Linked DNA regions of Mus musculus: all the other regions are linked to region 1. Evidence: chromatin contacts called from public promoter capture Hi-C data. All regions are on one chromosome and are shown on one strand. Each heading gives the region's core, a stretch centred on a gene start, on an enhancer-like site or on the middle of the called end of the contact. The rest is flanking DNA. Distances are from core to core; before and after follow the strand shown. Region 1 holds the start of Mcm9 (minichromosome maintenance 9 homologous recombination repair factor). Region 2 holds the start of A230054N11Rik (a long non-coding RNA gene). Region 3 holds the start of Msl3l2 (MSL3 like 2).

Evidence for each region. Promoter capture Hi-C pulls out the DNA fragments that hold promoters and counts their contacts.
Region 2: a contact with region 1 is called in a promoter capture Hi-C map of liver, with 2.7 times the contacts expected there. The contact joins the promoter of A230054N11Rik here to the promoter of Mcm9 in region 1. A contact is called at or near these places in 1 of 39 promoter capture datasets (liver) and 1 of 115 datasets of contacts at active chromatin or transcription factors (astrocytes).
Region 3: a promoter capture Hi-C map of pre-B cells shows a contact between it and region 1. The contact joins the promoter of Msl3l2 here to the promoter of Mcm9 in region 1. A contact is called at or near these places in 10 of 39 promoter capture datasets (the 3T3-L1 cell line, 3T3-L1-derived adipocytes, the C10 cell line and 6 more), 3 of 484 Hi-C or Micro-C datasets (CD4 T cells, muscle stem cells and regulatory T cells), 4 of 115 datasets of contacts at active chromatin or transcription factors (embryonic forebrain, embryonic stem cells, large pre-B cells and 1 more) and 2 of 9 other capture datasets (adipose tissue and pancreatic islet).

Annotation. Positions count from the first base shown.
Region 1 is chr10:53,627,879-53,632,876 of GRCm38.p6, forward strand. Mcm9 (minichromosome maintenance 9 homologous recombination repair factor) reads right to left here and starts at 2,079. Exons shown (of 13, transcript NM_027830.3): 1 at 1,846-2,079.
Region 2 is chr10:50,891,813-50,896,810 of GRCm38.p6, forward strand. It overlaps A230054N11Rik (a long non-coding RNA gene), which reads right to left and starts at 2,722. Exons shown (of 2, transcript XR_871640.2): 1 at 1,268-2,722; 2 at 1-778. Sim1 (single-minded family bHLH transcription factor 1) reads left to right here and starts at 3,839. Exons shown (of 11, transcript NM_011376.3): 1 at 3,839-4,259. The coding sequence starts at 4,085.
Region 3 is chr10:56,105,033-56,110,030 of GRCm38.p6, forward strand. Msl3l2 (MSL3 like 2) reads left to right here and starts at 1,885. Exons shown (of 2, transcript NM_001163833.1): 1 at 1,885-1,997. All of the region lies in intron 22 of Tbc1d32 (TBC1 domain family, member 32), which reads right to left.

The sequences.
Region 1 (4,998 bases), core at 829-3,328:
TATATATACTCTACTTCACCTATTTGACTCTCTGAGCAAGTCTTTCTTTCTCAAATGTGTATTTACAAACATAGGGAGCCTATCTCATGTTCATATGTACTGTCATATCACAAATCCTACACCTGATTCTATATGCACTTCCTAATGTCTACCATGCACAAGCCAGTATCCTCACAAATGAAAGAAAAAGCACAGTAAAAGGTACCAGGCCCTCGGAGACCCAAGTGACGATCTAAAGCAAACCATTCCAGAAGGACTAAGAAGGTAACGTGAGTAAGAGTGAGAAGGTGGTTCTGGACAGACAGCACAGGCTGAGAGCACGTGCTGCTCTTCTAGGGGACCTGGATTTGGATCCCATCACCATGATAGGAAGGGCTCACAGTTGCACGTAACTCTAGTTCCAGGGGATCTGATGCCCCTGGACTCTGATGGCAACACATGTGCTGCACAGAACATTCAGGTGCACGTGTGCACGTGCGCGCGCACACACACACACACACACACGTGTGCGCGCGCGCACACACACACACACACACACACACACACAGAGATTGATTGATTGATTTTCAATTTAAATGAGCTGACAAGTACCAGAGAAGAAACCATGAACTGCCCTGGAGATTCCATACTAGCTCTAAGCACCTTAGCAAAGGTGTGGTTTATATTGGACTTATTTTATTTATGTAACATATATCATCCTCTATAAATACTATGACTAAAGAAGACTAGATATAGTTCAGTTAAAGTTCAGTTTGGCATCCCTGAGGTGGATCACACTGGCTACTGATTCTGCCCTCTCTGAACACCTGCTCAGCTGGGAGGTATAAAGTATAAAGTTGCATCACACTTAAGCCAAGAACACTGACAAGTACAGGAGGCTGGTATGAGATTAAGAGAGTATTTTTCAGAGAATCAGTCAAAGTAAGCCAACACTAAAATACTAAGCGACTTGGTTTTGGTTAGGTAATAGCATAATCAATCAGCCAAGAGTAAAAAAAGAGATTATTTGGGAAAGGGATCATAGTATTTCATGATGTGGATCTTAGCTGGGAAAAAAAAATCACAGCACTACCCTCAAGAGTGACCAAAGGAATATCTTTACGATTTTACAAATACAAAGTGAATGTAGAGCAGAAATCCGAAACAACAATTAACAACATACCCAACTCCAACAGCGCAGAAAGAGGGCGGGCAAAGAATTTTAAGTTCCTAACAGGGGCAGGTTAAATGTTTGCCTAGTTAAACCGGTAAATTACAGTGTTAAACAGACCGATATTTTTTAAACACAGCTTTCTTCTTCTTTTTTTTTTTTTCCAACATCCGTGCAATTAGACAAGTTTATCAACCTATAAACTCAGGCATCCCGTTACAAACTTAAGCCATTTACTGTCTAGGGGAGGGGGGACGATGGTTGTACAACTATCAAATTCTCTCTCCTCTTGCCTCTGGCATCCAAACAAATAAAATGGCTTTGCTTTATTTCATACTATCCACTGCAAGGTGGCGCCAAAAAGAGCAGTTTGGGGATAGAGCCTTGTCCCTCACCTAGGCTCGCGTAGCCCCGCCCCTCGGGAGCTGTGGCCACGCCCCGCGCGTCTCAATCCCGCGTTGCGCGCCATTCGCGGGTGCGCGCTCATTGCGCGCCTCCAGGCCGCCTGGCGAGCGAGAGCCTAGCGGAGGGATGCTTTGGAAAGCATTTGGAAATTCGCTTCTAATCCACAGGTGGTTGGCTGTGGCCTCCCAGCCCTGCGGGGAGTTTAGAAATTAAAGGATGCGGACGAGACCTGACGCTAACCACGGGAGGGAAACGATCCCCCGGGACCTCACGCTGCGGTGGTCACTTACGGGCTCAACACGCACTGTCTTGGTCGCCGGGACCGCGCTGCGGCCGTGGTCGCCCCAGCCCGACCCGCGCGGCGTTGGAGGGGGCGGGGCGTGCGCGCGGCCGCTCGAGGGGGCCGCCTTGCGCGGGGGCGCGCAGGCTTCTTCGCGCTGCTCTCGCTCGGCCTCTGAAGGACTTGAGCTTCCCGCGGACCCCGAGCCGCGCACTGCCTCAACTTTCCGGCCGCTGGGGCTTCTTCCGGGTGCGGACGCAGGCGGGCGCGCGCCAGGACGGACGCTGGAGTCTGCGAGCGGGAGGCGGGAGCAGGGAGAGAGGCGGGACTCGGGGAGCTGGAGGCGGGGTTTGGGCCGGACAAGACGTCTGAGGGGCGGGTCTCGGAGGCATGGGGCGGGGTTTGAGCGGGACACCGGCTTCGAGGGCGGGTTTAGGGTGAAGTGGATAATTCAGGCTGGCAGGAATTCCGCGGATTGGTGATGGGCGAACGCGGGGTGGAGACTAGGGCGGAGAGAAGGGGAACCCTGGTGACGTATTAGGGCGGGATGTGGGCGATCTGGGACTCGACTTTGGTTTGCACCTTCAGATATCTTAGAACACAAGTGATTTTGTTGTTTTTTTTTTGTTTTTGTTTTTTTTTTTTTTTTGGGTTGGCGATGTATTTAAGGAATCTGCCTACTTCCACGTCACAATATTTTCCATTTCGTGTAGTTCTCTGATCCATTTCGAGCTAAATTTTATAAGTGGTGTTACGGTTTTGTGAAGTCACTTCTACTTTAAATCCTCTGACTGCACATCTACCTATCAGCAATTTTTATTAAATCAAATCAGGCAGCTGAGGGCAAAATTGGATATAAAAAATTCATTATCTGGCCGGGCGTGGTGGTGCACGCCTTTAATCCCAGCACTTGGGAGGCAGAGGCAGGCAGATTTCTGAGTTCGAGGCCAGCCTGGTCTACAGAGTGAGTTCCAGGACAGCCAGGGCTACACAGAGAAACCCTGTCTCGAAAAAACAAAAACAAAAAAGAAATTCATTATCTTGACCCCAACTCAGCTTCAGCAAGAGAGTCATGTCAGCACGTGCTGCCACCGTTCATGTTCCCTGATCTCAAAATGTCCCTAGCTCAACTAATAAGTGTTTTTCTGAACTTCAAATTGTTCCTGAAGACTTTCTACATTAGAGCCTAAGGGTGTTACTTCCTAGGGCCAGGCCCTCTTTTTACATCAGTTAAGGATACAATGTCTCAAAGACATTCCTACTGGTCAATCTGATACAGGCAGTTCCTTAATTCAGACTCCCTTCTCAGCTAGGCATGGTGGCAAAGGCCTTTAATTCTGGCAGGTTGATCTCAGTGAGTTTAAGGCCAGCCTGATCTACAAAGTGAGTTCCAGGACAGCCAGATACATTTCAACAAAACAAAACAAACAAGCAAAAAAAAAAAAAATCTCTTTTCTGAGGTAATTCTTGGTTAAGGCAAGTTGACATTTGAAATTAAGCAGTACACCTGTATGATACATTGGTTCAATCTTAATGATTTTATGTCCCTATAAAAACTTCACACATTGGAGCACTATTAGTACATTGGACCACGGAAGGGGAGAAACTGGACCATAGCCACTCATAGTTTGTTCCAGGATAAACTGTTCTCTCCTTTTGAGGTAAGGGTTGCGTTTTTGACTCTACAATGAGTAGAAGTATTAAATTTTTTTTGAGACACAGTCTTGTTAGGTAGCTCACAATAGCCTCCAGTCTGCGGTCCTTCTGCTTCTTAAGATTATGGGTGTGAACCACCATAAATGGCTAATAGAGCACTCTTAAGTCTTGTAGTATAGCCTTTACACAGGTGTATACACACACACACACACACACACACACACGAGAGAGAGAGAGAGAGAGAGAGAGAGAGAGAGAGAGAGAGGGAGAGAGAGAGAGAGAGCTATTAGCTTGCAGAAGACCATGGCCTATAGTGAGCCGGGCAATAAAACTGATAGCCAGGTCTATGGTAATGACAACTGAGTTGTGAACATTCCATCTTGGAGAGAAGAGGGGTTTTAGGACCCACAGAAGACCTTTACTTCTCATCCCAGTCACCACTCTCTCCTATCCATCCTCATAAAAGTAGGTAAGAGGTTTTAAAAATGACTTGGAGTGATACATTTTTAAAAAGTATAGAATTTTATTTATTTATTTATTTATTTATTTATTTATTTATTTATTTATTTATTTATTGTGGTGGATCCTGGGATTCAAACTTAGGCAAGTCAGAGAACAACCTGTAAGGAGTCATAGGCTTGAACTCAGGTTCACCAAGTACTCTTGACACTGAGCCATACCCCATGGCTTTTGCATGGGACTTTCTGTGGTACAAGCTTCGCCTGCATTACCCACCTCATGTGATCAACTCCAAATAAACACATTTGGGAAGCTAGACTTGGTAGAATCTTTGGTCTATTGGTCCCTTCCCTTTTGGGATGAAGAGACTTATTTTTTATTTTATTTTATTTTTTATGTCTCTAAGTGAGTCCCAAGACAAGCCCATTTTGATAGCTACCCTGACCTGAATCTCGTGCATGGCACTGCAGCCATCAGATGAGCCACATTCATCTATTTGGTGACAGAGTTCACAGAAACTACTTATTAGCAGGCAAAAGTGACTTAACATAACTAACTTTTTTGGAGACGTCTACTGATCTTAGAGTCACTACAAAGTATTTGGCTAAGGTGGACTAAAGCTTAAGTGAAATGTGGGGCAGGAGAAAGGGCTTGGGTTAAAGCACTTGCTGCACAAATGTAAGGTCTGGAAGAGTTGGGGTCTTAGGAACTCACATAATTGCTTGGAGGGCAGGGTTGTCCACCTGCAATTTCAATCCTGGAAGGTGGAGGAAGGAGATCAGCTAATAAGACTCATCACCTCAGTGAACTCTAGGTTTCTGTAAAATAAATTCTGTAAAAGGGGGATGCATGATGATTCCTGACGTCAACTTTAGGCCTCTTCATGTATGTGCATATACGTGCACTCAAAATACATGCACATAGACATAGGCACTCATAAAAAGTGGATAAAACCCCCCAAATATGACATCTTATATGTCAACAGAAACCATGCTACTATGAAAACTGGCAAGCAGGCGTTTGTGTGTTTTGTTTTGAAGACAAGGTC
Region 2 (4,998 bases), core at 1,472-3,971, 2.7 Mb before region 1:
GAGTTCTAGGATGTTCAAATGACTGTGGCCGCTAAGGCTTAGGGGGAGGAGGCACGAAAGAAGTCTGTGCCAGAGCAGGAGTTAGCACTTCAAGGCAGGTCCGGACTGCTGCGCTGAAATCCACCTTAGTAACTTTTTCCTGGGATTCCCTCTCTCTGGCGTTCACTTCTTGTACAATCCTAGATTTGGGGTCTCTACTTAGGACTTTTTTCTGAGATCAAGAAAGGTTAGCCTGTCCTCCTTGTCAAGGCTCCTTCCTGGCTTTCAGCACTTGGCTCCATCAATTCCTGAATCCACCCGGGGATCCTACTGTGCCTACACGGACGCGGTCATTGTGTCAGCTAAGGAAGCCAGAGAGCCTGCCACGCCCCCACTCCAGGATCCAGCCAGCCAGCCAGCCAGCTTCCCAGCACTTCTGGAGAGAGAGACTCCCAGAAGAAGGCTGTTAGACCTCTTGGGTCAGGAAAAGAGGGGGTTAGTGCCTTTTTGGCTTTGAGGTGGATGCCCCTGAAGTCTCCGTGCTCTGGGAGGCCACTAGACGGCTTGGCACTGGTGGCTCCTGTTTGCGGGACTCTTCCCTCTTGGAAAAGTAGTTAGGGCTAGCACTCAGACTCAGGAAACTTGTTTCCCACGCCGGAGGCAAGCGTGAACACGTGGATAACAGTCGAGGTTCGGGTTCCCAGCTGGTGTCCCGGGCTGTCAGGGAGCGCGGGCAGTCTGGGCGGACGGGGTTCAGGTGTCTGACATGGAAGACAAGAAGGCCAGTTCCAGCTCCAACCTGAGCGCAAAGATTAGAAAAACAGGTGTTTCATTGCCTGGCTAATTCAGTATTTCAGTAAAGGAAGCTCTGCTAGTTATCTGCTGAAGATTTAGCGAGGGGCGGTCACCTCTCGGCCAGGCATTAACTATATTAAAGAAGGTCTCCTGGCTTGGTGAACAGCAGAGCCTCTGGGGGAGGAACTTGTCGGGATCCTTATACAGATGTTTTGTCCTCACGACTTCCACCTTCATTTTGTCTGTCTTTGCACTGAGGCAAAATGCCCAGTACCTCTTCAAAGGCATCTGCTGGAAAAGCCTGACTTGCGCCGCAGACTTCTCCACCAACCCCCACAGAAGGTAGGATCAGGTTTCAGATCCCAGAGAGGCACTTCCACAGCCTGCGCTTCGTTTGAAGTAGAGATGGGGTGTGAAGTAAAGGCAGGCTGCACAAATCCTGTCCAGGGCACAGTCGGAACAGAAAACCACTGCTTAACCTTAAGGTACCTACCACTGTTTAGTTTTGTGGCTGCTCTCATCCTCAGTTCTGTGCAGTTTATTGGAAAAGGGAGTCACGAAAGGTTTTTCATTCACCGCTGCTACCGCCGCCGCCGCTGTCACTACCACAATTACCACCACCACCCCAATAAGAAACTTGATGTTATCTGGTCTTTTTGGAGTCTTGATGAGAGCCACAGGATACCTCTACCTCCCACGGACAGTGTATCATTAGATGGACTACGATAGAGCCCACCCAGAGTTAGGCCTCTAAGTGGCCACAACCACTGAGGAAACCACTCCTTTCTGGATTATAACCCTGTTAGGTGGTTCCAGTTTTGAAACACCTACACAGTCTTAGTTTAGTTCTTTTCCTTTCCTTTTTCCAGGTGCCGCTCGGATGTGTAATTATTCCCCATACCCCCAGAATGTTTCCCATTGTCCTAGGAGCTCCCAATGTCCTTACTGCCATTGGGAGGCGGGGGATCAAGGAGGAGACAGATGTCTTATTTTTCAATGAACATTCTTAAAGGTGAGCCATGTATCAGGATGGCACACGACTCTTCAAAGAAATTATTTTCTCAGAGGCAAAAGGAGGAGCAGGGCGCTTGGTTTCTGGTGCACTGCTGATTTCTAAGGCCCGGGATGAAGTCTGTAAGCTTTCATTGTCTTAAGGGAAACTTAGCCTTTTTTTCATCGCGATCTGCTGCCCTCTGATGAGATGACTGGAAGAGAAAGCGCTTAGAACAGGAGGGTCTCTAAACTAGAGTTTTCCCCAGAAACAGTACTTTGAGAACAGTTCGTCTGAGAACTGTTGGGGAACGTTACAGGTTCACTCAGTTATTGTGTCCTCTCTAGAAGGAATATTCGTGCTGGTCTTTTTGTTTCTCGAAATAAAGTCCGCAGAGTTGCCCAACAGTTTAGATAATAACTCTGTAAGACGTCTAATATGTCAGTTGTTCCAACACTCTAGGCTTCTTCTATCACATCCTTCTTCTGACTGACTACCCACTAGCTGGTTCCCATAGGAAACTGCCCAGCAGACCTAGTCATCTTGCATCAGTCACAAACCCGAATCATTTCGAAAACGTTGCCCTTTTTGGAATAAAGGCGGGCATTTATTTCATCTAGCGATGAATTTTGTCACAGTGGTGTCAGGATAAAAAATAAGTCCAGCGTCGTTCTCCCTCACCCAGTCCTGCAGGCGTGAGGCGCGCAGCCGTGGGGAAATCCTGGCCACTGTCTGGGATGCTATTCGCACGCGTTCCTGGAGCCTCGGCTAGCCAGCCCCCGCAAGGCCGCACGCTGTGCGCAGACACCCGAGTCTAGGGAGCGCGAGTGTCACTCGGCACGCCGAAGACCTCGGGGTTTGGAGCGGCGGCGGCAGCGGGGCAGCGGCGACCCCGCGCCCGGGGCTCATTAGGAGCGGAGCTGCCAGGCTCACTGTAGGACCCGAGCCGCGAGCCCAGTCGCGTGGGGGGGGGGGGGGAGGAGGAGCAGGGAGCATGCTCGTCACTCACCCCGATTGGCCAATGAGCGCCGCGTCTTGGTTGCCTATGACCAATAGGAAGAGAGAAAATTTGTGAGTGGCGTTTGAGAAGGGCGGGAGAAAGGGAACCTGGGAGCGAAGTTGAAGCTAAACCCGGTAAGCTATAAAGAAGTTACAGGGGGGCGCTTTGGGCTCCCAATTAGGAACAGTACCGGCTCCCAACACTACGGAGGACTCGGACTCGGAAAACACCTCTCCTGTCCCCAGCCTGTGTTCTCCTCCCGCTGCTACCTACCCCTCCCCCATTCATGCCCATGGGAAGGTGGCCCAGGCACACTCTGCGGGCTGCGGGTGACAGCCGGGAGGCTGCCGCTGAGGCTCCGCAAGCGCGCAGGCTTGAAAGCAGTTAGGGGGCGGGAGCCTTAGCAGCCTCCGCGGCTCTCGAGGACGTAAGGTAGGTGAGGAGCCAAGAGCTCCAGGTGATGCCTACGAGGGGCTGTCGCGCGTGCCACCTGTTAACTCTGCGCTGCGGTGCCCTGTGTGCAACTGCGGGAGTCCCCGGGGGTTTGATGCATAAGCAGCACTTCTCCAGGAACCCCTCAGACGTGAACCCCGCCGGGGAGAGGCAGCCGGAGTCCGGGGCAGTGGAGGAATTCTGCACGGCTGGATAGCCTGGCTTGGCGCGCACGGCCGGCCGAGCTCTCCGCAGACGCGCATTTAGCCGTCGGTGCTACATCCCGGCCGCGGCGAGCGGAAGCCCAGCCTGTCCCGGGACCGACCTGCCCAAGTTTTAAATACCCAGGGCTGTGACGAGCAGAGTATGAGCGCAGAGGCCCTTTGGGGCCCGGTTGGCTGAATTATAGTGGGTTTGAGTTTAGCCACAGATGTCTTATTCCTTGGTGTTCTTGTCTTCGTAGTGATCTGAAAGAAGTTACCCGCGATTCCTGTTTCCTACAAACCAGCTCAGAACCAGAGGAGTTGGAAAACAAACGTCGGGTATTATTATGTCGATTTCCCAAGGACCCGGGTTCTTACCGCGGATCAGATGAAAAGGTTGGCTCCTCGGGAGTCCTTCCAGCATTTTATACTTAGAGTCCCAAAGGATTGCCCGGATTTGCCGTGAACCAGCAGCTTTCTTTTATACTTACACCTCACGTTTTCAAGAAAGTATTTTGTTTGCCGCATTGCCCTGTCCATCATTCGTGTCTTCCCGGAGCAAACTTCAGCCTCCTGTTTAAAGTTATGTTTTTACCGAGTGTGATCTCTAATTGAAAGTTAACTTTTGGTTTTGGATGAGTCTGTGGAGTTTACGTTGTAAGAAGAAAGGGAGCCCGAGACACGATGAAAGAAAAGTCTAAAAATGCTGCCCGAACGAGGAGGGAGAAAGAAAACAGTGAATTTTATGAACTGGCTAAATTACTGCCTTTACCCTCAGCCATCACCTCCCAACTGGACAAAGCATCCATCATCAGACTCACGACCAGCTATCTCAAAATGAGAGTGGTCTTTCCAGAAGGTAAGCGTCTGTGCCTAGATTGAATTTCGAAGGAGTAAACCTACCCCAGCAGCACAGAAATGTACTTGTGTTTACCGGCGTGGGTTACATTCTCTGAAAAGGGAAATTTAACCAAGCTATTTGATCAGTCAGCGCCAAAGGGCTTTCCCTGCCTTTCTTAGTCTTTCTCTTCTTCCCCGTATTTCTCTCTCCAACACATTCGATATATTTGGTTGGGAAATAACCCAATAGTGCTTTTATCAACATTTGGCTCAGTTGAAAGCACGGCTAATCCAAACATGACTTTCCTTTTTGTTCCTCTAGTCAGACATGTATCCAATAGAAATCAGGAGTACTGCCCAATTGCTTATTTTTGCTAGGTATAGATTAGATGTATAAACATAGTGCTAGGTAAGCTAGATAATAATTTATCAAAAGGGCCACAATTCCGCGAGGGCAGGCGTGTGTGTGCGAACAGTATGCCTGGACTCCGCCAGTCTCTTGGCTGTTTATAGTAAATTGGTTCTCATTTTTTAAGATGTCCAGAGATTCTTAAATCGGAGCTTTGTGAGTTGCATTTCTGGCCTTGGCGTTATCTGTAAAATCATAAATTTGTCTCAAAATAGTCAAGATTTGAGGAAAGTAGAGCAGACAGAAATGTATCCTCAGTGGTGGCTGACAAATCGAGACAAACTCTCATAGGGCCTAGAAGTTAGAATACCAGCAGCAGATAGGATTGTAAGTTGGAATTTCAGTTACT
Region 3 (4,998 bases), core at 635-3,134, 2.5 Mb after region 1:
CCCATCTGCAGTGACAGCAGCATTCACAACATTCAAGTCATGAGGCCAGCATAGGCACATGCAAACAAATGCACAAGGAGACAAACATGTGGCATGAGTACACAATGTGGAGGTTTAATCAGCCATCATAACAAAGAATTTACATCATTTGAAAGAAGATGGAATCAACTAGAGATCATGTTAAGCAAAATGAGCTAGACCCAAAAAAAAACAATGTATAAAATGTTTTCTTACATGTGGTTCCTAGATTCTATTTAGATTCCCCTTCCCCCTCCCCCTTTCCTGTGTGTGCATGTGACAATGAGACAATCTGAATGAAGGAAGGCAACTAGAAGGAGAGGGAAGAGGAAGAAATATGAAGGTATGGAGGTAAAATACAGCAAAGCACATGGTACACTTCAAACAGCTTCATAAAACTCACCAATAAATAAGGTGAGGACATCAAGAAAACTAGGGTTATTCTTAGAGAACTCTTTATTTACTCTTTTCTATTGGTCTTCTCCTTATATTTTTCATTTACTTTGTTATATGACAATATCGTATGGGCATATGATATAAAGCAATTACTAGCTAGCTCTCCAATATTCCTTCTTATCTCCCTCTCTTCTCTATCAACCCTTCTGTATCCCTACCAGTTCCTTTCTGGATTCATGACGGTTTTTGTTCTGTTCTGTGACCCATTTCATTTAATCAGATCCCCCTGTGTGCTCATTGATTATACACTGATTCCTAGTAGAGTGAGAAGTGCTCTGTTCAACCATCTTCTAAAATAAATCTCCTGATGATTGTTTCCTGAGCCCCTGGCCGTTATTTCTACTCATCAGTCAAGGCCCATAAAGCTATAAAAATCAATACCTAAATGCTTATCTTTCCAGACAAAGCAAATAAGTAGACAGTGTACTTTAAAATCCCCTCTTTTAGATATCCATGGTCAAAAGATCAGTAACTGCAGGTGTAGCACATAATACCATCTATAAGCCAGACTTAGTCATTTTTTTCTTCTGTAGCTAGAGAAAATTTCACATAAACTAGAGATTACGCTGCACATATAATTCATATGTTCATAAAATTTACTGTGTTCTTTGGGTCAGTTTAACCTTATTTTACAAAAGTGCCACTTTCTTTGATAGCTGAGTGTAACGTGCCCGAATAATTGAAGATTCACTTCTATTTCTGACAGGTTCTCTCTTGCCCCCGCTGTCTTCAAGAAGCGAGGGAGCAGACAGCAGAGAGGATACATATGAAGTACTCTGTAAACTCGGTATTACCAGCCTTTAAACGGGATGAAGCAACGTAAAAATAGATCACCACGAAGGATTTAAATGAAACAGGTTTGCACTCAGTAGATGCAGGATACTCGTGTTATAGTTCTGGGAAGTGTTTATAGCTCAAATACGTCTTGGGATGTAGACGCATCATCTGAGAGAGCATCGCAGTAAGTCTGCCTGTCAGGAACTGCAGATCGCCTAGAAGCCTGGAGCTGTGGGAAAAAGTGTGTGGGTGGGTGGGTGGGGGTGGGGGGGCTCGGGTCTTAAAGGCTGGAAGCAGGGCCTACGAAGACCACTGTCCTTCCTGCTGCTGTGTTGGCTAGCGTCAACTCAGTATCAACTATAGCCATTTTGGAGGAGGAAACCCCTAATTGTGAAAATGTCTTCAGCGGATTAGCCAAAGGACAAGCCTGTCAAGCATTCTCTTGATTGATGTTTGATGTGGGAGGGCCCTAGTCTCTGGAGGCAGTGCCACCCGTTGGGCTGTAGCCATTTCCTCCAAGTTGAAACATCTTCTCCTGGAGGGAGGGGGCGCTAGAGAGTCGGGAAGTAAACCAGACAAATCCGGTGAAAACTGAAACTAGCAAGATTCTCAAGGTCCCCACCCCCTCTCCTCCTGGGCTTCAAAAGCAGTCGAAAACTGCGGGGTGAGAAAGGATTGCACGGTTGGCTAGGATTCCCACAGCGAGCAGTTCGGTTGCAGTTTTCCTGAATCCCCACCTTGATGAGGTAAGCTTTTCAGAGATGCAGCTGCTTTTGAGCTTCCCTGACCCCACTGACCAGCACTGGATTCTGGATTTCCATCCCATAATTAGTTGTCAATGCCCTCTCTGGGCTAAGCAGACATAGACTGTGGTTCTCTAAATACGTCTCATGGGACAAAGTGTCTGGAGAGGTATTCTAGAGGCATATGTTAGAGGTATTTTGCCACATTTCCACATCTCATAGCACTGAACAATAAGGGAATTGTTGGCTATAGGGAACTATGCCACCAAGAGTAAGCTAGGGTCTAGAGAACCCCCTTAGCAAGTCCTGAGAACACCCATCTAGCACCCAAAACCAACACAAGATTAATGCAGCATAGTGGGGGGCTCAAACCCCACAAAATACAGCCTTAGACACAGAAGCCTATAAGCAGCTGAGACTGAATAGGAAACAAAAGTAGATATAATGTAGGGAAGTTAAAGATACCAGTTCAAACTTCACAGTAGACGGGAGAATTTTCCAGCTGGGCTGGAGAGATGGCTCAGTGGTTAAGAGCACTGGCTGCTCTTCCAGAGGTCCGGAGTTCAGTTCCCAGCAACCACATGGTGGCTCACAACCATCTGTAATATAATTTGATTCTCTCTTCTGGTGTGAATGAAATAAATAAACAAACAAATCTTAACCAATAATAGTAGTAGTAGTAATAATAATGATAGATAATTGTACCAGGCATGCTTGTCTCTGTAAAGTATAAACTCTATAATAATCATTAGATTTTTTTGCCATCTGTACTTCCTTTCTCATCTAAGGTACTTACTGATTTTGTGATTTAGACTACATGTTTACATATAGGAAGAGATTACAAGTGAACTTGGGAAAAACTGGAATTCACCAGCTATGGGACAACAGTTAAAGACTTTTTGATAAACTACTTACTTAAACTGTAGGTGAGACAGTGTTTCATTGGAGGATTTTAGTTCTCTCAGGCTTACAAGACTAAAGCTAAAGTACTTGGTGATGCCTGACAAGAATTACTGTAAATATTAGACATTACTATTAAAGATACTATATCTTTGTGACAATACTCTTGATACAAATTATTTCCAGACCCCATTTGAAAAAACTAAGCAAAGAAGTGATTTTAGGAATTCTAGAAAAAATAAATATGGGAGGGAAAAGAAATCACTCTATAGTTTTGAGAATCCTTACCTCAGTATTTCTCAAAAGTGAGCTTGCCAAACTGTGGAAGTCCACAGCTGCCAGGCTGAGGTAGAGGCTTCAGGGACTCTGAAGACAAACTAACAAGGATTGAACTGATTTCAATGCAGCTTCTTGTTGAGAGGTCTCTAATCTTTAGTATTCCTATACTCTTGTAAATCCAAAAAGTTATGTATGAGTGCTCCCCTACCACCCCACTAAAGTGCTAATGCATTTATCTTTAGGGCCTTTCTTATCTAGAAAATGGCTCCATCAAAGCAACAGAGGGATCCAGGAAATAGGACAGTAGCTATGCTATGGTAGTTAAGTTGACTATGAATGCAACAGGTTCCAAAAACACATAGGAGACAAACTTCTGGACGGGTCTATAAAGGATTTTTGAGACTGGCTTGGGTGGGAAAACCCACCTGAAATGTAGACTGTGCGGTTCCTTAGATTAGATTCCAACACTACCTAAAAAAGTAGACAGGAACTGAATAGAGTCTCCATCACTTTGCTTCCAGAGTGCTGAAGCAATGTAAGCAGCTACCACTGTGCCACAGTCCTGCTGCCATGCCTTCTCCACCACGGCAGGCTGCCTTCAAACTGGGCCAGCCTAAACCCTTTACTTCTATTAGGTGTTTGTTATGTCATTCAATGAGAACAGTCATTAATACAGTGGTGTGTGGGGTGTGTGTGTGTATGTGTGTAACCTGGATAATGGTATGTGGAACCTCGGCAATGAATGCATTAGGCATTGTAGTCTCTGGAATCAAAGAGACCAGATTCAAATTCCAGCTGTACAAATTACTAATATCTGAAGTCAATAGCTTACTTTGTGCCCTATTTACATTAGCTATTTTCTAAAGGATCCTGAAAATAACTACCTTAGGGGATTGTTCCAAAATGACATCATTTAAATTAGAACCAGTGCACAGCTCCTAGAACTTCATGGCACTGAGTAAACGTGATATGGTATGGGGGAAGGAATGGTTTATATTTGGGGATATTCTCAAGAAACCTTAGAAGATACAAACAAAATAAGGCACCTACAAAACCATACAGGTATTGAAGAAAAAAAATCAAGTTATGGGAAGAATAATGTAGCCATACTGTACTGTTACTGAACACATCAATGAATAAGATTTATATAAACATAATGATGTAAGGCTTCAAGGATGATCCCATCAAGAACATGGTAAAAACTGGAGGGAGGAAGGGAGAGAGGGGAAAAGTAAGTTCTAACCATCCAGATACCTAGAGATGAGAGACAAGAAGTCCAACTTGGAAACATCAAGACAGTGTTAAACATACATTCAGTTACTTAAAGACCTAAATATAACCCAATCACAAAAGAACTCACATGATATGTACTCACTGATAAGTGGATATTAGCCCAGAAACATAGAATACCCAAGATACAAGATACAATTTGCAAAACACATGGAACTCAAGAAGAATGAAGACCAAAGTGTAGACACTTTCCCCCTTCTTAGAATTGGGAACAAAACACCCACGGAAGGACTTACATAGACAAAGTTTGGAGCTAAGACAAAAGGATGGACCATCTAGAGACTGCCATACCCGGGGATCCATCCCATAATTAGCCTCCAAACGCTGACACCATTGCATACACTAGCAAGATTTTGCTGATAGGACACTGATATAGCTGTCTCTTGTGAGGCTATGCCAGGGCCGAGCAAACACAGAAGTGGATGTTCACAGTCAGCTATTGGATGGATCACAGGGCCCCCAATGGAGGAGCTAGAGAAAGTACCCAAGGAGCTAAAGGGATCTGCAACCCTATAGGTGGAACAACATTATGAAC